Regions from separate parts of the Gossypium hirsutum genome. Here region 1 is linked to region 2. Evidence: chromatin contacts called from public Hi-C data. All regions are on one chromosome and are shown on one strand. Each heading gives the region's core, a stretch centred on a gene start, on an enhancer-like site or on the middle of the called end of the contact. The rest is flanking DNA. Distances are from core to core; before and after follow the strand shown. Region 1 holds the start of LOC107953007. Region 2 has its middle 24 kb from the start of LOC121203696.

Evidence for each region. A called contact is a pair of places that touch in the nucleus more often than the background predicts.
Region 1: a Hi-C map of leaf shows a contact between it and region 2, with 3 times the contacts expected there. The contact joins the promoter of LOC107953007 here to the enhancer-like site in region 2. A contact is called at or near these places in 8 of 34 Hi-C or Micro-C datasets (anther, hypocotyl, leaf and 1 more).

The regions. Positions count from the first base shown.
Region 1 is chrA07:28,359,292-28,362,479 of Gossypium_hirsutum_v2.1, forward strand. It overlaps LOC107953007, which reads left to right and starts at 1,459. Exons shown (of 2, transcript XM_041117900.1): 1 at 1,459-2,478; 2 at 2,628-2,941. The coding sequence starts at 1,749. The coding sequence ends at 2,713.
Region 2 is chrA07:28,324,152-28,327,741 of Gossypium_hirsutum_v2.1, forward strand. No RefSeq gene overlaps it. Among protein-coding and RNA genes, the nearest start is that of LOC121203696, 24 kb to the right of the region's middle. Within about 2 kb of position 1,325, at least 3 of the 9 cell types and tissues checked have an H3K27ac peak or open chromatin away from gene starts, as enhancers often do. A contact at or near this core is called in hypocotyl and leaf, where this site is marked.

The DNA.
Region 1 (3,188 bases), core at 209-2,708, 35 kb after region 2:
ATATTTTATGCATATTATATATTTCCATAGAAAAACTTATTTAACATAATTATATACTATGTTTAAATAGATTATTTATATAGTCAAAATACATCTGAAATAAATTTATCAACATTCATTAGGTGATGAAAATTAAATTAAAATTAGAATTAAAAAATTAATGAGTATAGTAAAATATTAAAAAATAAATATATAAAAAAAGAGATATCAATTTTTTTAAAATTACAAAAAAATACTATTTGAGTACCAAATACTCACCATTTATTTATTAATCAAACATGCATAACATAAAATAAAATAAAATTTAAAAGTATAACTTCTAAATTGAAATAATAGAAAATTATTTTAAAAATTAGAATTGCATAGATATTAACTTCAAACATTTAAAATTGAATAGAAGATTATTGCATGTACAAGTTTCATATGTGTAATTTTTTTTAATAGTCCTTTTGTATATGCTAACAATTTTAAAATGCAACAAGTTTAAAGGATCTCAAAAGATAATTTTATAATATGAGAAAATATTAAAAAATATAAAAAATAGAATTTTTTTTGTAAAAAATTATAAAAGATAGTATAGCCTTTAATCTTATGTTGTTAGTTATAATAGGAATGAATCTCACATTGTCTAGAAACAAGTTGCAAACCTATTCATGGCTCTATATATACACACATCTCACATCCTATATTAGTTAAGAAAACAAGAGAAATGAGAGTTTATATAATTATTTATTTTGTAAATTTTATTTCCATATTAATTTGTAGCACCTTAAAATAAAAAATCTATTTTTTATAACAGCTTATCCTTGTAAATTTTTAAAAAATCATTTTTTATAATATTAAAAAAAAAAGAGTACGCCCATATCAACGTATTTTTACGGTTCAACACATTTTTTTTTTAAATTCTCTTAAAATAATTTCACGTGGATGTATTTTAAAATTTTTAACCCAATCCACCATTTTCATAAACAATGTTGGAAATGAGTTTTTGTTTTTTTGGGTAAAATAGTCATAAAGAAAAGCCTCATTTGTAAAAAAGAAAGTGAAAGTATAAATAAAGAAAAGGAATGGGCAAAAAGCAATGGCACAGTATAGTGTACAATGATTTCGAAACAGAGCTAGGTTATGGGAAATCGTGAGGGCAGGTTTCAATCTTTGGTACCTTGTTGACACGTAGTGAGTCGTGACTCGTGACCCGGTTATGAATGAAGTAGAGTGGTGTTAGCAGCAGGAAAAGAATTTGTGTGGAGCTACGTGTCCTTGAGCAGATCTCTACGTCATTTGGCTCAATATTGCCATGTGTAAATAACTTGTAATCATTTTTAATAATTATTCAAAAAAAAAAAGCCATATGGTCCGAAGCTTCTTACTTAACTAATTTGATTTAAAACCAAAATTACAATCCCAACCTTCTGCCAACTACCAAAAAGGAAGTAAGAGGAAGTGATTGAGCACCGAAATGGGTATCTCTGTAATTAAAGGCTTCAAATTTTCTGCGTATAAATTTGGTTGTTCAGAGTGAGGAGTGTGTTTATTTTACTTTTTATTATGAAATCAGAAATTGATGAATGATTCATAAAAAGCCCAAACGCCACACCTTGTTAAATAATGTATAGCCAGCCGGTCTTTTTGTTTTCTCTCTAATATATCACTTTGATAACAGAAAAAAGAAGAAGAAAAGCACACTTCAACTTCATCGTTCTTTTAGTTTCTTTTTCTTTCTTTTTTTCTTTTTGTTGTTGCGAAAGATGGCTTCAGATGAAAGTATGACGGTTGTTTCGTCCATGGTGGAAGATGACTATGACGATATTGATTTTGGGTTTGAGCATCAGGCCCATACATATAACTTGTCGAGGCTTTCCATGTGTACCAGTTCCATGTACACGAACGAGGATGATGATGATGATGATGATAATCTGGGGATGTATCTGTCGAGGTTGTCCTTTGATGCAGATGTTGATGAAGAGTTCCGTGGCAAAGAATTGCTTCAACTCTCTTCTGACTCCGACAAGGAACCTAGCTGCTACTCTCTTCCCGCCACCCCACCTCGCCGGAGGAACCGAAAAGCGGTGTTGTCTCAGGAGCTGACGGGAGTGGCGAAAGATTACGCAAGTGAAAATGAAGCTCAAAAGGGTGGTTTAAGAAGGTCAAAAGGGAACAACAAGTCGAGGAAGAGGAGGATTACTAGAGATAGATGGGAAGATAATGAGAGTAAAAGCTGCAGCAAGAAGAAAGATGGAGAATTAATTGCAAGTTACAGCAACCATAGTGGAAGTTTCAGTGGGGAAAGTGAAGGGGGTAGTGCGGGATTGGTGGTGATTACAAGGCCCAAAGGTGGGCAGAGGTCGCTGTGTATGGACTTGGAGGAAGTGAAGGCGTGTAGGGATCTTGGGTTAGAGTTGGAACATGAGCGTATGTTGGAGATGCCTAGTAGCGGTGGCAATTCTCCGATCGCCAACTGGCGTATCTCTAGCCCTGGTTAGTCAAAATTACCTTTAATTTGGACCTTTATGCTTTCTTTTCTAAACCTAACAGGAAACTTGGGAACTACTGATTGTTTGATTTATATAAAGGCTCTGCATAGCATTTTCAGTTCATCTGATGGGATGTTTACTCTGTAATTTTAGGTGATGACCCAAGAGATGTGAAGGCTCGGCTCAAGGTGTGGGCACAAGCTGTGGCACTTGCATCCACATCTAAACATTGCAGCTGACTAACTGCTGCGCTCGACTATCATCGTTGTTTCCATTAAAAAACCCTTTTCGATTTTAGTTTCTTGCTTCCTAAAAAACCAAGTTACACTTATGTACAGCTTTCCACTTGTAAATATAAACACTGTGGATTATGAAGCTAGATGGTAAGCTTAAGCTTAAGTTACACTTTGTAAGCAGCAAGACTGAAGGCTAAAGCATAATTTCAGTTTCGAGCAGTGTTTGTTGTATCAGTTCTCTGTTGTCATTCTTCAGTTTTGACTTGGATATGGTTTTAGGTACAGTGTTCCCAAAAATTGCTGTTGTGTTAGAAACAAAAAGAATTTGTTCTAAATGACCTCTATTCCAACCAAACAAATCGCAGTGCCCCCACTGTAAACAGAGTTAAGCTCAAAGGTAAGATCGGGGCAAACTTGAAAGCTAAGGGTACTGATCGATGGCCTAAACTCAAACAATTATTATTATTTTAAAACCTAA
Region 2 (3,590 bases), core at 75-2,574:
TTTTAGAGTGACTGTGATGCAGTTAGCCAGCTCGTCTGGAAATTTTAAAAATGAATTGTATGAGCTGTTTAAGGAATTAAGTCCGTTAGCACATCGTGTTCGACTCCGGAAACGGTCTCGGGTACGGGGTGTTACAGGCAGAAAAGCAATTTTGATAAAAACGAATGAAAACGAAAACGAACATCAACAAAAATTTAATGACAAAATTCAATCAGAAACAATGAAACACACAACTTCCCTCGACAAAACAACTATAAGTGAAAGAGGGAAAAAAAAGAAACAGTTTAGTTAATTAAAAAAATTTAACAGAGTAGTATAAAAATATATTTCCTTTTCACTTACACAGAGACTCAAACACAACATTAAAGGCATACAGAAGCTTAATCACTGAACCTCTAAGCTCATCGTTAACATAAGTTAACGCAGAATAAGACTTAAGTCACAAGTTTAAAGATAAGGGTTCAACCAAAGCAAAATAGCAAAATTTTTCAAAAGTGAGACTCAAACCCCTAATCTCAAACACATAAGTAAAACACTTCAGCACTAAAGCAAATACTCAATTACAACAAAATTTAACAAACAAACATTCAAATTTTTGAGGCGTTACATTTAGGGTTGTTCGTTTGGTAAGGGTTAGCTGTCGAGTGTTCTCGCAATTAATTTACACTCGGAGGGATTGGTGATATGAGATGTCCTCGATCATAATTGACTTATTTGTTGTAGGAGAAAATTCAGTGTCCAAGATCAATTTGAAGCTAAAGCCTAAATCGTGCCTGAAGCTAGAGTGTCATCACATTAGTTTATTTAATCTTATTTCGTTCTGCTTCTTTTATTGTAATTTCGATCTTGATTTGTTTTTTTAATCAAATTTAATTCCCGTTTATTTCAGACAAGTTGACACGAGTCATGGGCACGACAGCTGCCAACGGCGTGTTCTAGTTATAAGGAAATATAATTTTAAATATCCAATTCCTATGAGATCGATCTTACTCCTTATAATACTATTTATATTCTATTTAGGTATAGGAATTTTATTTTTTTTTATTTTTTATTTTTTTTGACACCATCAAGAAATATTGATAATATTTATTTAATTACTTTTTTAAAATGTGTTAATAATATATTCAGAGGATATCCTCTTGCAGGCACAATAATGGGTGAAGGCCCAGGCGATGCGGCCATTGCCAGAAACATAAAATATTGGAGCAATCGCCAACAGTTTGATTCCAAAATCCAAAATATTAGATAGGTGATGAAGGCCCATAATGAAACATCACAGGGCACATGTTGACCACCAAGCCTACCCAGTCGTCCACTCAACTTAAATTTCACCCCGTCATGAAGAGGATGAAAGCCTGGGTCAAGTTTTGCCACCATGGACTCTTAACAATGTCTAGCCCTACCTTCTTTGACGGCATTTAATAATGCCCATCAGTTTTTGTTTTGTTTTTTTTTTTTTTTGCTTAGCTTTTTCATTATTCAAATGAGATTAAGAGGAATAATTGGATCTCCTAGTTTAAGCAAATTAGTTTTTCTATTTCCACCTCAAAATTTAATATAATTATTGAATATTAAAATAACTTTTTTAAAGTGGAATGTAGATAAATGTTTTTCAGGAGAATAAAAGTTTGAAAAAAAGAAAAAGAATATTAAATTTGCATTAGGAGTAGAAGGGATTTGTAGAGATGTGATATTAGCCTCACATTTAGATTGCTAATTAATTGCATCCATTTCCTTCCACAAACAAAAAGGGAAGCAGACAGAACAAAATCATGGAAGAAGATGCCTACCTATCTTAACATTGCATCCCGAATTAAAATATATATATATATATATATTCCCATCTCTGTGAAATGTTTTTTTATTTATAAAACTATATAGTTTTTTTGGAAATAAATCAATCAACCCCAGTCAAACTTCTATTTCTTCATTCAACCCCAATCAAACTATTCACAAATTTTTCTCCCTTATTTTTGGCCCCTATATGGAGAAACCATTGTTCATGTCTTGTTTAACTTAAGCGTGGATATGTTTGGCTTCTTTTTTTTAAACATTTTTCAATTATTTTATTTTAAAATGCAACATTTTGAAATCTCTGTTTACGTATTTATTTTGTTTGTATAAATAATCTTTTATAAAAATTTAGATTATTTAAATTTCACAAGTTAAAAATAATTATAAAAGAATAATAATTAAGTAATATGAAAATATGAAATATGAATTTATTAGATATTAAAATTCTATATTTTTAATAATATGAAAATATATATTAGAATTAAGGGTAAACTACACCCAAGGTCACTCAACTGTTAGTAAGTTTATGTTTTGATCACTCAACTTCAAAAGTTACAAAATGATCACTAAAGTATTCGAAATTTCATTTAAATCATTGAACTATTCAAAAGTTTTAATTTAAGTCACTAGGCTATTAAGTGTTTTTTTCTTTTTAAGTTTAGGTTGCAAGCTCTAAGTAATGATTTGACAATCAATATGGTGGATCAGTACCCATTGACAAATAGGATAACATACCTTAGATACAAGTCAATTTGATGGTCAATATCGAATATTAGGGAAGAAAATTGTTTAGATTTTGGTTCACAAATTCATGACGTTCAAAGTCATTTCATAAAAAAAAAACAACTGAATTATAGAAAACAAGGGGAATGAGAGCTTTCGATTGGTGTAGGCAATATGAATAGAGCAGGCCATACAACAATTATTTTAACAACCCATGATCATTTTGTAAACTTAAATAAAAACTTTCGAATAGTTCAATGACCATTTTATAATTTATTAAAGTTACATGACCAAAACGTAAACTTACAAATAATTTAACGACATAAGGTATAATTTACCCTAAAATAAAAAAGTTTAATTTTTTTTAACGAAATGATATGTATTAAATAAAATAAGATTATGACACATTTTAAAAAATTATATCTTTAAGTAGAATTTAAATAAAAAATTTCAATTAACCAAATCTCATTTTGGAATTACTAATAGAAATTCATTTTTAAAAATTTTAAAATATTAATAGAAAAAATCTCATAAACATATATTTATATAAAATTTTGTTTTCATTCACTGAATTTTTTCCATGTACATATCATATCTGCTTATAAACCCTCAAACCCCTAAACTAATTAAATAAGGGGAATATAACGTTCTTAATCACGCTTAAATGCATGCCATCCAAATTGATATAAAAATAATGATGCCAAATAAATAAAAACTTCAAGTAGCTATTTTTAGTATTTTAAAAAAAATATGTATCCTTAAATGAAATAATATCAAATATATTATTTTATTAGTACAAATTATGGTTTTCATAGGTCAAGTAAGGCCACAACCTAATTTTTAAAAAAGTTTCAAGTCCGAGCTCGGTCCGACCTGACCCACTCAAATTGTATCTTTTCCAACTCAGCCCAAATGTTATGGTTGAATTATGGAGGTCACACTAGCCATCGAAATGACCCAGTGAAACATTCAGTTTTCGGATAAATTCAAAAACCCATTTCATAATAGAATTCAATTTTTTACAGAGGGTATTGATACCAATTAGAAAATTATCCATACTTATTTAAGTATTG